2 separate regions of the Acanthopagrus latus genome follow, and region 1 is linked to region 2. Evidence: chromatin contacts called from public Hi-C data. All regions are on one chromosome and are shown on one strand. Each heading gives the region's core, a stretch centred on a gene start, on an enhancer-like site or on the middle of the called end of the contact. The rest is flanking DNA. Distances are from core to core; before and after follow the strand shown. Region 1 holds the start of fosl2 (fos-related antigen 2). Region 2 holds the start of supt7l (STAGA complex 65 subunit gamma).

Region 1 (6,668 bases), core at 773-3,272, 200 kb after region 2:
GGAGGCACACCGACGCGTCAGTGGCGCACGACCTGCGGATCAGCCGCCTCAGTGCGCACACCTACCGCCTCGGCCTATAGCCGTGTCCTGACCTGACCTACTAGAGCTCCCGCGCTGCAGTGCTGAGGCACTCAACTTTTTAAAGTCGCCGAATCTTTTAATTAGCATCGACATCCATGAAGCTAATCACAAACTGGAGCGATAATGTCTGACTGACAGGCATCTCATAACGTTTGTTGTGTATTCCAGTTTCTTGCGTGGTATCTCATTATGTACTTAAATATCCAAATTGGACTCATATAAGAACAGAACCTGTCACCGCGCCATACCTTGCGTTCCCCAAATTGACGCCGATGGGTGCATCTCAAATGATATTACTGCATTAATTATAGGACTATGGCAGATTAGATTTCCTCGAGCAATTTAGCAGAAAGTGTGTCGCTTAGCAACACCGTTACCGTTCAAAAGCGGTGTCGCGAGCGGATGATAAACATTTATCATTAATTAATATCATTCAAAGAAAGATTTATTGAACATCTGCGCGCTTTTTCTCGCCACTTCCCGTGACCGAAGTGAGTGTGAGGGACTGAGGAGGAGCGTTTCCTCCACAAAGGGAGTCACAGATCACCGTGCAGGTCAAAAGGTACTGCAGCGAAAATGACACCCGGTAACTTCGGAAAGGGTGACATGCTGGAGGGCTCGATTAACTACAGTGTAATTGACGTGTTCGCATTATGAGCAAGCGCATGAAGTCAGTCCCTCCGCGGCGAGTGGTCACCTCAGAAAACCCCCTGCACATCATTTTCCCTCGACGCAACTTCCCCCGACTGAACACTGCAGCTGAAACTTTTTTTTTTTTTTTTTTTTTTTTCACGAGCGCTACTCGTTCTGGCAAAGATACGCGCGGCAAACAGCTTTAAGAGAGCTCATCAGAACCAGTTGTGGCGATGCAGATTAAAATAGGAACCGTGGCTGATTGGATTATACTTAATACGCCATTTCATTTCGTGTAACGTGTCACATTCTGGGCGCTGTGCCCTTGTTTATGAGGTGCGTCCGAATTACAATTAGCCCACTTTTCACCGAGAATCCTTTGAAGCAGCCGTGCTGCACTGTTGTGTAGACCTAACCAGTGGGCCACGTCTATTTGACCAAATGCATCATGATGTGTTCTGTGCCACCTCTCGAAAAAAATGCGCACAATGTGTCTCCGCCAAATAACACAAAGACTCAGTCGCATGTCCAATCATTTAAAGTAGTCTTTATGAACAGGGATGCTGTGAAAGCCGGTGGATGCTGAGCGCGCGTGTGTTCAGGCAGTGGAAATAACGGTCATATTACACGCGCGTGTTCTCTCCCCACTGTCAGTACATTTCAGGCATTCTGGGCTTTAGGCGGACATCGAATACATTCGGGGACAGAACACTCAGGAGATGCTTTTTGCTGTTCTACACTCTCTCCCTCTGAGAGCGCGCACGTATGGAGCGCATTTTTTTTTTTTTTTTAAACCAGCGTGCGTTCATGTGATCTTTATCTTTTCGTCTGAGACTTTTAATATCTTCGTTTTCTCGCACTGATGAGCCACCGGACCGGGACCCGCGCGCCGAGAGCTCCGAGTCCGGAGTGCAGTGCGCGAGGGGAGGGAATCCCTCCAGTGTCTGACGCTTCCTTTACCAAGGAAACCCACACGCGCTCTCTGACGCAACTGCCCATTTTAGGAAACATGCGTCAATGGACCAAAGCAAGTCAGACAAATAGTGAACTCCACAGCAGGCACTGACGTCCGTATCAAAAAATAAATCCATCCACACATATTTGAGACACTTCAACTGAATCGCTGCTTCTCGATTATATATCCACTGTCCGCTGGGCGAAGCATGGTCACAGCGGATCCTTCTTTCTCACTGCCTTATCCAGAAACGACCCCTCCCTGCATGAAGTCGCAACGCCCTGGCGTGACGTAGGCTGTTTCGTTGGTGTTGAAAAGCCGTTGCAGTTCTTCATAGTGCCATTGAAGTGAGTCATCTCTAGGAAGTGTGGTAAAAAGGAAAAAGAAAAAAAAAAAAAGTTAGAACTGTTCCGTGAACAGCAGAGAGCTCAGATAGAGTGAGTACTGGGTAAGGCGACGGAAAATATTGAGATTGAGCAGGCAATAGGTTTTAAAGCGAACGTTAACCTGCGTGAGTCACTCTCTAACTACAGGTTCACTGGTCTCAACTGGATTTGACTGCTGAAGGTGTGCTGCTGACTTTAGGGTGAAGTTTGCGCACCTGAGAGGATCTTTAATAGCGTAGTGTAGGTCTACCTGTTGTGCAACAATATTAAAGGCACGATAAGAAACAGCCTTTACGCGCAGGGATAACACTTAACAAAATAGCCTATTTATTGTAACTGGTGAGATCTGTGAGGTGTTTTAGGTTAGTTTAGAGGAGCATAATTGCACGCTGTCTTTGCCAACTCTTCTCTGGATATCCCAAATTAACGACGTCTCGAGTCAGAGGATTTTTGTTCCTGTTGGTGCCTTTTCATTGCGAGGATTTAAGAAGCAAAACGGGGGTTCAGAGCCCAAACCGTCTACTGAAATCTTCCTTTTTCCTGGATCATGTACCAGGACTACGCCGGGAACTACGACACCTCGTCCCGCGGAAGCAGCACCTCTCCGGCCCAGCCAGAGTCCTTCACAAGCGGCAGCAGCACGATCGGAAGTCCGATCTCTACCTCAAGCTACCAGGTAACACCAGGAAACACCGGCTGTTGCCACATTATCTGTAAATAATGCACCCATACGTATCCGTCTTGATTCTATTTCATGTGCACAACCTCTTAGAATTGCAGTTTTTTTTTGGTGCTATAGATTATTAATATTAATATTATTAATCTTTTGCCATGTTACAGGCTCCACTCGTTAACAGGGATTTAGGAATTCTCCATGTCGCTTGGGCAAAAAAAAAAAAAAAAAACACGATAAACCTAATGACACAAATTGCACCGAGTGACTCAGAAGCAAACACTCGATCCATGCACAAGTACTCTGGACTCATACCATTTGAATTCTGTCATGGGTCATGAAAACGCCATCGAATGATGCAGCCAACTTTTAACTGAATATCACATTTACCTGATGCGCATGGGGAGTTTGATCATATAAATGTAAAATAAGCATCGTTCCTCAGTTGGTCCTTATGCTAAAACAAAAGCTCTAAGCCTATAGGTTCAGAAGGCAGATGTACGGTGATTTGTTTTCTGTTTTCTGAAACAGAAATGGGACACATTAGAATTCCAAATTACTTATCTGTGCGTAAAATATAATATTTGGGAGTATTTACGCTTTCGCGTCGTACTAAAGACGCACTTTACGTGTTATAAGCACGATACATTCTTTGGAAGACATTTATAACACACCCTCGTTCGCTATAAACACATCGCGACAGTCTAGCATAAATTGAGTAGAGATAAAATACACAGTGGAGAAGCAACAGGCATGTACGGTGTAATACGGGCATTAACACAAGGGTCAGGAAATGTTCTCATTGTTACTGGGCACCAGTTCAGTCTGTTCGGAGTGCACGAAAGACACGAGCCGTTGGAAGAAGAAAAAAAAAAAAAAGAAAAAAATTTAAATATCTATATATATATATTTTTTTCCACTTAAAGTTTGCACTGAATCATTACAAACGACCTGTTAATGTTTAGATTGTAGTCGGATTTCTCTCAGGCGGGAGCGGGGCCGGGAGCGCAGGATAGCCAATAACTAGAAGAAAAAAAAAAGGGGGAAAGAAACCTCGGTGCTCCGAGAGACTTTTGAAAAACACAAGTCTCCAAGATTTGATCACAGGTTTTAGTGAGACATACCCCACATACACTCCAGGCGTGCCGGTACACCGCCAGGAAGACGCCGTGCCAACATATTCGCAAATAAAAGGAGATAAATCCGGGAAGAGACATGTTGTTTACCCGCAGCCAAGTGTTGCGTACACAGCAATTCTGTGGAAAAGCGTCGTCAGGCTCACGCAACATGACGGTAAACGACTTTTGGCCAGTATCTATCATTGCTCTGCTTCCCTGTAATCACACACTGGCTGTCTGTTTCCCATTACAGCGGGCTGGAACACGACTTCTTTGTTCGGTTTATTGAGACGTAACACAACAAGGCAGGCCAATAGAATTTTGTCAGACCAAGTTTTATCTGTTTCACCGGGGCTCCTATGTGACTCAGTGTTTGCCATTCGCACTCCGTTGCATTCACATTCTTTCAGTAAACTAGATTTTTAACGCAGCCAAGTTCGCCAGAAATAACAATTCTGGCGAAGTGTCTGGCTCGTTACAGCCGGGCTGTTTCCCCCTTTACTGGAATTGACCGCGTTTCACATGTGCTTAACAAATCCCATACACAATGACTCACCAGATAAACAAAGTTCCAATAGACTGCCGGGATATCCGACGGAAAGTCGGGAATAACGGGGAGATGGGGACGTGCGTAAATTACGCACACAGGAGGCAGGCAGCTCGTCTGTTTGTGGACTCCAGAGACATAAAGTAATGCTGATCTGACGTCGGTTCTCATACAGGACATTATAATTACACAGTCACACATGCATGTCCACTGTAGATATTTATGCATCATAACTGGAGGAACTTGAAAGAAAGGATCCAAATACACAAGTGTGGAGTGACTTGTCTTAGAATATCTTGCATGACAATATGGCTTTAGACACACACACACACACACTCACACACACACACAACTACAGGCGAATGCATTATTTAACTTTAAATAATACATTTGTGAAGGTTCAAGTTCATTCCAACACCTTTTTTTGAATAGTTTATTTTCCTATGAGATTTTGTATTAAAATCCGTCTGTTCTTGCTCTGGACAACATAAGCACGCCTCTGCCAGCATATGACCCTTTATTTATCTACCCTCTCAAAAGTCCATCTTTAGGTATAATCACCCTCCTGCCAGTCCAGACATGTGGAAGACTTTCCCAGTGCTGTGTTTTGTCTCATGCGTATTGTAGTAAAGTGAGATGTTCTGGACACCTTGGGCTTTCCCACATGATTCACTGCATGTGTCACTGTTCCACTCCAGGGGTTACATACACAGTGGTTTGCCTATGTGGATTGAATCATTACTATAAGCTTGAAATATGGAAAATGTGTGAATTTGTAATAATGGCTGGTGGTCGTGGCGGTGGTGCGTTCGTGTAAGAAATGCCTTATAGGTTTTGACTAAAACGCTTATGGAGTTGAGCTGCACGTGTTGATCCACGGCAGCGGCGGATGCCAATCCAACAATTCTCGGAAATTTCCTCATGCAACCTGTCTCACTTTCTTCTCTTTTCAGAAGTACAGGGTCGACATGCCCGGCTCTAACAGTGCCTTCATACCCACAATCAATGCAATCACGACCAGCCAAGACCTGCAGTGGATGGTACAGCCCACCGTCATCACCTCCATGTCCAACCCTTACTCCCGCTCCCACCCGTACGGCCATCACCTGACCAATGGGCCGGGGCTGCTGGGGCACAACACACTGGCTCGGCCCGGGGTCATCCGATCCATTGGGGACGCAAGGGGCCGACGCAAGAGAGATGAACAGGTGAGGGGGCAAAAAGACCACCAGGGGACGTTCCTTTTCTTTGTACAAGGTGCTATTATTCATCAGAATGCCTTTTATAAAGCGAGTTGAAGTGTGTTTGTCCTGAAAACGAAGCAAAATACTGTTATTTTCATTGGAAAGCATTAAACATGTTTGTTTAACGGCAAGAAAAAAACAAATCGTTGAGTTTGTTCCATCGTGTCAATAAAGTCTAAATCTCTGTATCATTATTCTACTCACAGCCAGCCAGCAGCAGTACCCAGCTCTTGTTTATACTCTTGCTCTTTGCTTCATATTGATTGTGCGTCTCTCAAACAGCTTATTTTACCTGCCATGTTACTTCTTTTCTTGCCCTCAGCTCACCCCGGAGGAAGAGGAGAAAAGGAGGGTGAGGCGTGAGAGGAATAAGTTAGCTGCCGCCAAATGCCGCAACCGCAGGCGAGAGCTCACCGAGATGCTTCAGGGGGTGAGTAGAAACCTGAAAACGGGAGATCGGAATCTGTTATTGGGTTCTGCTTCGTTCGATTAGAACAACAGTGCCAATGCTGGAGAATAGTTTTCCTCTTATACCTCTAGCTACCAAACACCCATGCGTCCTGATTTTAATGCAGAGAGTCACAAAAAAAAATGGCAACAAAAACACAAAGAGAATTGAACAGGGGGAGAAAAAAAAAAGAAGTCCCACTTGTTCATAAATCTGGCAGCAGTCCAGACAGTGATTGAACTCCACACCTAAAATTTACAACCTCGCATTACTGGTTTGACTCTTGCTGTGTCTCTGAGTGCAAGGTCTGAGTAAAGAGATGACAGGCGATGAAAAGCTTTTTGTCTCGGGCAGCTGTAGACAGAGGTAGGGCTGTCTCGCGGCCCTGCCTTGGCAGACAGTAACGGCAACTAAATGGACTAATTAGACGAATTACAGTGAGGTTAAGCTTGTCAGGCCTTAAAAAAACCCCAGGAATGGAATTTGCTGTAGGCAGCTGTCTCCATGAATGCAGGACATTTTGTAAAAAGGGACCAATTGCTTGTCTCACAATCCCACATAGAGCCATGCTGCGCACACACAC
Region 2 (6,251 bases), core at 911-3,410:
GGGCTGCCGCGGGGCTTTGCTGTCCACAGGTAGCAGGTCATCTGGCATGACAGGTGGGGTGGGAGGACGCAGAGGCAGGCTGGTATCAGCCTCCTCCAGCCTGCTGCCACCCTCGGAGGATGCAGAGCTTTGACCCTGAGCCTGCGCTTGGGCTGCTGCCAGGAGACCACGGAGGCGGCGGGTATGCTGACACAGCTGCACTGTGTGAATGGTTAGGCTGCAAGGCTCTGAGGGGATGTCCAGCATTGTGGTGGGCCTCGGACGCTGGGCTGAGGGCTGGTGCAGGGGAGGGTCCTGCATTTCCACTGAGCGAAACTCACGCTGGAGCAAGTCAAAGGAGCTGCGGCTGGGAGGGGCGCCTGCAGGTCCAGGGATCTCACCCCAGTAACGCATCATGATGAGGGATCTGAAAAACTGGAAAAGTGGAGAGGAGGCTGGAGTGACCATCATAATCAAGGATGAAGTGGGTATAAACAACATCGAATTAAAAAGAAAACTCTATTTACATGTTCAAAATAGTTTAAAAAGGGCGATTTTTTTGTTGATACAGAGTGGCAACTAAGCTGTGAGTGCTGATGAAAACTACGCCATTTATTTGTTAATGACCAAATGCACAGTGACAAACATGCACAACCCTTACAACGCCAGAGCACCTGTTACAACGTCGTACGTGTCTTGTGATCATATCGGCACACATCTGACTAACAAGTACCATGTTTTAAAGAAAATAGTAGACATTATAATCGGATCACACTGCCTTTAGCCTGTGGGAATAGCAAGTGATGCGATTTGAATGGTTAAAAAAGTTTTTTTAAAAAACAGAACTCGCTGTGATTAATGAATTAATGAATTAACCCCTCGATTTGGGGGGTAAATATCAATGATTTGTGTAAGCTATGAAGTCATGATGTCAGATGTCTGAATGATGTTTGGTACGCTGCAGGAGCGCGCAAGGGAGAGCGCATAAGAAAAGAACTCGTGGAAAGCAACGACTCAGCAACAAGTAAGACTGCAAGGTACACAGCATGCATGTTAGGCTACTCAAATTATCTGTATAATAATAATTCGACTGTGACTCACATTATACAGAGTTAGGTGAAACGTCTGTTGATAATTGAAACATCTCCGAAGGAAGTTGCACAGGAAACACGCTTTCTCGTCCGTGTCGCAAAAAAAAACGGGCGAACACCTTCTGAACAAAGTAGTTCCGAGACAAACCATTTATTTAGAGTGTGACACAGTTATGAAATCTATAAACACGCCGTGTAGTCCGGTTTCAATCAGTTTTCATATACTTGTATTTGTGGTTCATATTCTTTATTAACTGTTTGAGTGAGTTTTCATCGAGGCTTAGAAAACCCGGACGAAATTCAGAGTCACACCCAATAAACATGGCCACCTCCCCAACGTCAGACCTGTGTGTCAAAAATACTGATGAAGAATTGAATTCTGCGATGGAAACGGACGAGTGTTCGGCCGCTGAGAATGGAGGTGAACTTAAAAACAAGGACGTACACAACACGGAACCACAAACAGAGGACACTTTTAAGAAACCGACTCTTTTCGCCGCACCGTCACTCACCAGCAAGCGCAGCAACGTCGCTGCTCCGTCCAAAGCACCAGCAGCCGAAACAAAACCTGTGACAGAAAACAACAAAGCTGAAGTCTCAGACACTATCAGAGAGAATTCTTCAGTTCCTGTAGATGAAAACAAAACCACGGAAAAAGGCAAAGAAGAGGACCCAAAGGACGCCAAAGTCAAGCATGTGGCTCCTGTCAAAGCCAAGCCAGAAGCTAAGCCCACCAGGGTGCTTCCTTCTAAAGGGCCCCCGGCTGGTAAATTCCCCCCTATCCCGTACACAGAGCCTCCCTGGGGCGGCAAAGCCCCAAATACCCCCTATGCCCTGGAAATTCTTAAAAACGGCACCATAGTGGACACGGTGCCCCTCACACAGAGCAGCTATTTCGTGGTCGGACGTTTACCTGTGTGCGACGTCTCCTTGGAGCACCCCTCCATCTCCAGGTACCACGCAGTGATTCAGTACCGCGGACACGCTGGAGAGGGACAGTCTGTCGGAGAGGACGCGGGGTTTTACATCCACGACCTGGGCAGCACGCACGGCACCGTGGTGAACAAGAACAAGATCCCGCCGAAGACCTACATCAGACTGCGTGTGGGACATGTCTTGAAGTTTGGTGGGAGCACGAGGCTTTTTATCCTGCAGGTAACTGACGATGGTTTATGAGCAGTAACTGGACTGATGAGGACACTGAGGAGAACAGGACTGTTTTCATCGGTGCACATCAGAGCAGGAAGAGGGATGCACGGTGATTACTGACCAGATATTGGGAAATGTATATCATCGGCTGTTATTCGATATACCTGCAGATATCGCCGAAATCTAGCCGCTAAACAGGGCTGGTAATTTAGGGCAATTTTATTTCTTTGGGACGTTTCTTTTTTTTTGTATTGTTAGACTTTCAGAGGAAGACAACATGACTGAAATATGTAACACGTGTTCCAAAGGGGTTCGAAGAGGAGGGGAAAAGTCCAGCTTTATAACAGCTTATTATAACGGTTAATTGGAACCATCCATCCCTGCTTACTACATTTTAACTTGTGTTACCTGCAGATGTTCTTAAACTACAGGCAGCGAACTTATAAAAATGTTACTGCATACGCAAAGATAAAATGTATACACAAGTTCAAGAGAAACAAATATTGAGTCCTAGAGAGGTTGTGTTTTTTGTTTGAACATATGCTTCATCATAATTTAACAAAATAATATGTCATCTGACAGACATTGGACCTAATATAAACTTGATGTGTATTATTTATTAAAATGATTTGCTGTACATGCTGTTTCAGAGAGACAGAATTAGTTAATAAAGTACTTAATAGTTTTCATCACCTTTCCCCATTCCTCGTTCCACAGGGCCCAGAGTTTGATGAGGAGGAGGAGTCTGATCTAACAGTGACAGAGCTGAGGGAGCGAACCCGAAAACAGAAGGCAGAGCTGGAGAGGAGGATGATGGGAGATGGTTCTGATGACGACGATGAGAACGAGGAGGAGGAGGAGAAGGAGCAAGGCAGGGAAGGGGAAGGCAACAAGAGCAGGAGCAAACTGTCAAATGAAGACTCAGGCTGTTCCTGGGGAATTGGTGAGCTGGTTGGAGGATTATGCTACAGCATGTTACATGTTATCTGTGTTGACTTAGTGCTGAGTGTGTCGGTGTCAACTTTCTCTGAAGGCTAGTAACTACGGACGCACATTAATCCTTCTGTTCTCTCCTTTGCTTTCATTTAATCTCTCGTCTTAAATCCCCTTCCAGCTGAGGAGGCTGTTCCAGAGGAAGATGAAAATGAGGAAAACCCTTTTTCAACCGAGTTCCAAGAGGACCAGGAAGCTGCCTACCTGAAAGACCCAAAGAAGGCTTTGCAGGGCTTCTATGACCGGGAAGGTGTGAAGGCTGTTTTAATCCACAGATGTCTAGTTCCTCTGTCGTTATTGTTGTGTTCTTATGTCAATTTAATTTCTTGACCTTAACTTTGACATCCTTTATTTTAGGTGAGGAGCTGGAGTTTGAGTATGAGGATAAAAGCCATGGCAGCTGGCTCTGTAGAATAAAGTAAGTGACATGAAACCCCTGGTATTAGGATTTTAAAGATTACAAAAGAAGTTTCACAGTCACACAGTTGATGCCGATGTTTCTGTCAGGCTTCCTGTAGACGATGCCATGGGGCGGCAGCTGGTTGCTGAGGTGACACACACAGGAAAGAAGAAAGACGCAGCCATCCAGTGCTGCCTGGAGGCTTGCCGAATGTTGGAAGCCAGGGGGCTGCTGCGCCAGGAAGCAGGTGTGAATTATGATCCCACTATCTGGAGATGTTGTAGCTTGTTGTTAGGACTACTGCAGTGATAGTTTTTCCTGTCATACGTCTCAGTGTCACGCAAGCGCAAGAAGAAGAACTGGGAAGATGAGGACTACTACGACAGTGACGATGACACCTTCCTGGATCGAACCGGCACTGTGGAGAAGAAGAGGCAGGAGAGAATGAAAAAGGCAGGAAAGATTGAGGAGCGGCCTGAAACCTACGAATCATTGGTAAAAATCTGCTTTTGTCTCTGCTGGAATTTCTAACTTTATATAATGCCCTGAAAAATATTGATATTCAACGCCATTGGTAGCACAGGGAAAAATTGACTCAAGATTGCATTGCATAACATTTCTGATTGTTATAAAAAGATACATTTAACAAGGCTTGTGTACTATGTGTTAAGGACAAACGCGTCAAAGTTAATTTACCTTTGACCATAGTCAAGTATTTTCTCTCCACTGAAATCTGCCATCTGAGTTATCTCAGGCCTGATAGCTCTGAGGGGGATTAGCTTTGACAATTGCAAATAACAGCAACAAGACATGACCTCACATTTATCAACACAGTTTACTGAGCCACCTTGTTTGAAGTGATCTTGAAACATGAACTGTCACCAACCTCTCATAATTGTTGACAGAGGTTGTCCTGTTGGCACATCGCTAATTTTGTGTTAGTTGGTCTTAATGAGGTAATGAATATTGAAACCCTTTCAGATATTCATTTGATATGCAATACCACCTTATATGAATCATGTTTGTCGTATTTATACTTTGTGTTTAGCATGATTGAAACTGCACACATCATCTGTGTAATGATATCTAATGATAAACAAGACTCAAGAGTCTACAACCATGCTAGTGAGACTGTACCCTCAGCTAAACTCTAAAATCAGCATGTTACATGGTAGAGAGTGACCATTTTCTTATTTAAGCATGTTGGCATGCTAACATCTTCAAATCAACACTAAACCAAAATACAGCAGATGCTGATGGTAAAGTCATTGTCTTGTCATAAACCAGACTTGCCCTGGTGATGGCAGTAATTGAAGATTTCATGGAAGTCCATTCAGTAGTTTTCTGGGACATTTCATCCACAATCACAAATGTCAAACTGTGGTGACGCCAGAAGAAACAACAGGGCAATCGCCAAACTCAGAAGATTTCACCTTCTGTTGCAAATGTAATTTGACTGGTGAATTGACAACCTTTAGATTTAGCTTTAGCTTTAGCTTGCTCCCCTGTGGTAGCCACAGTCTCATAAATCTCACAAGAGGTGCCCATGTGTCCTCTCTGTAAAAAAAAAAAAAAAAAAGTGCAACTGCTCTGTGTTCTGAAAATAATATGAGAATCAACTTCATGTGGCTTTGGAAACAACTCCATTCTGCGCGGTGTATTTATGCTTCTGTGGTAACATTCATGTATTTGATTTTCATGTAGGTGGCCAAACTGTCAGAGGTGGAGAAGGAGCTGGCAGAGACACAAAAGAAGCTCAGTGCTAATAGGGGAAGTGAGTCATGATCGCCTGTGTGTAGTCAGATGCCACACTACCTATAGATACTCTATACTCTATAGATGTGCTCTTTGTTATTGTATGTTTCTTCCCTTTCATCTCAGACTCCTCCGACTCTTCTACTGAGGACCCGCTGGATGCCTTTATGACTGCAGTGAGAAGTGAGGCAGCGATGGATGCCGTGGAGCGCAGGAAGCTTCATGTGCATGTAGCTGATTTGCGCAAAGATGCCCAGAGGCTGCGCAAGCTGGTTGAACTCACACGGCCTGCACAGATGCCATCACTGCAGCCGAGGTTCGAGATGGTGCTACAATCGCTGGTTGCTCAAGAATACCTGAGAATGTTATTTAAACAAATACCCAAAGTCCTTAAATATCGGCTCATTTCCATTTTGATGATATAGACGACAAGTACAAAACTGGTGAAGTGTTTTTTTAGCTTCAGAGAAGCATTCTCTTGAGTGATGAAACCTTTGAGAAAATCCACATTTAAACACTTATTTCTATGTGTGTTGGTGTGACTGTGGTAGCTCAGAGCAAGAGAAGCCTAAAAAGACCTTACCGCTGTTTGGTGCCATGAAAGGAGGAAGCAAATTCAAACTGAAGACCGGCACCATTGGAGTATGTGTTGTTTCTCATGTTTGGTAACTCAGTTGAATCATCCAACTCCTTCATCCCTCTGAAAACATTGCATTACTTTTCTGTCTGTTGCTCGTCCTCTCTTTTCACCATTGATGTTTTCTTATCTTTTGTAGAAGTTGCCTCCTAAGCGCCCAAACTTGCCCGCAGAGCTCTTCAACATGAAAGCACTTCCATCTGGTGGAGAAGAGGAGGAGGAAGAAGAGGAGGTGGAAGAAGAGAAA

The links. A called contact is a pair of places that touch in the nucleus more often than the background predicts.
Region 1: a contact with region 2 is called in a Hi-C map of muscle, with 3 times the contacts expected there. The contact joins the promoter of fosl2 here to the promoter of supt7l in region 2. A contact is called at or near these places in 2 of 4 Hi-C or Micro-C datasets (liver and muscle).

Annotation. Positions count from the first base shown.
Region 1 is chr16:23,508,861-23,515,528 of fAcaLat1.1, forward strand. fosl2 (fos-related antigen 2) reads left to right here and starts at 2,023. Exons shown (of 4, transcript XM_037071221.1): 1 at 2,023-2,731; 2 at 5,347-5,601; 3 at 5,960-6,067. The coding sequence starts at 2,603.
Region 2 is chr16:23,307,655-23,313,905 of fAcaLat1.1, forward strand. It overlaps supt7l (STAGA complex 65 subunit gamma), which reads right to left and starts at 2,161. Exons shown (of 6, transcript XM_037071080.1): 1 at 1,984-2,161; 2 at 1,583-1,638; 3 at 1-414. The coding sequence starts at 2,017.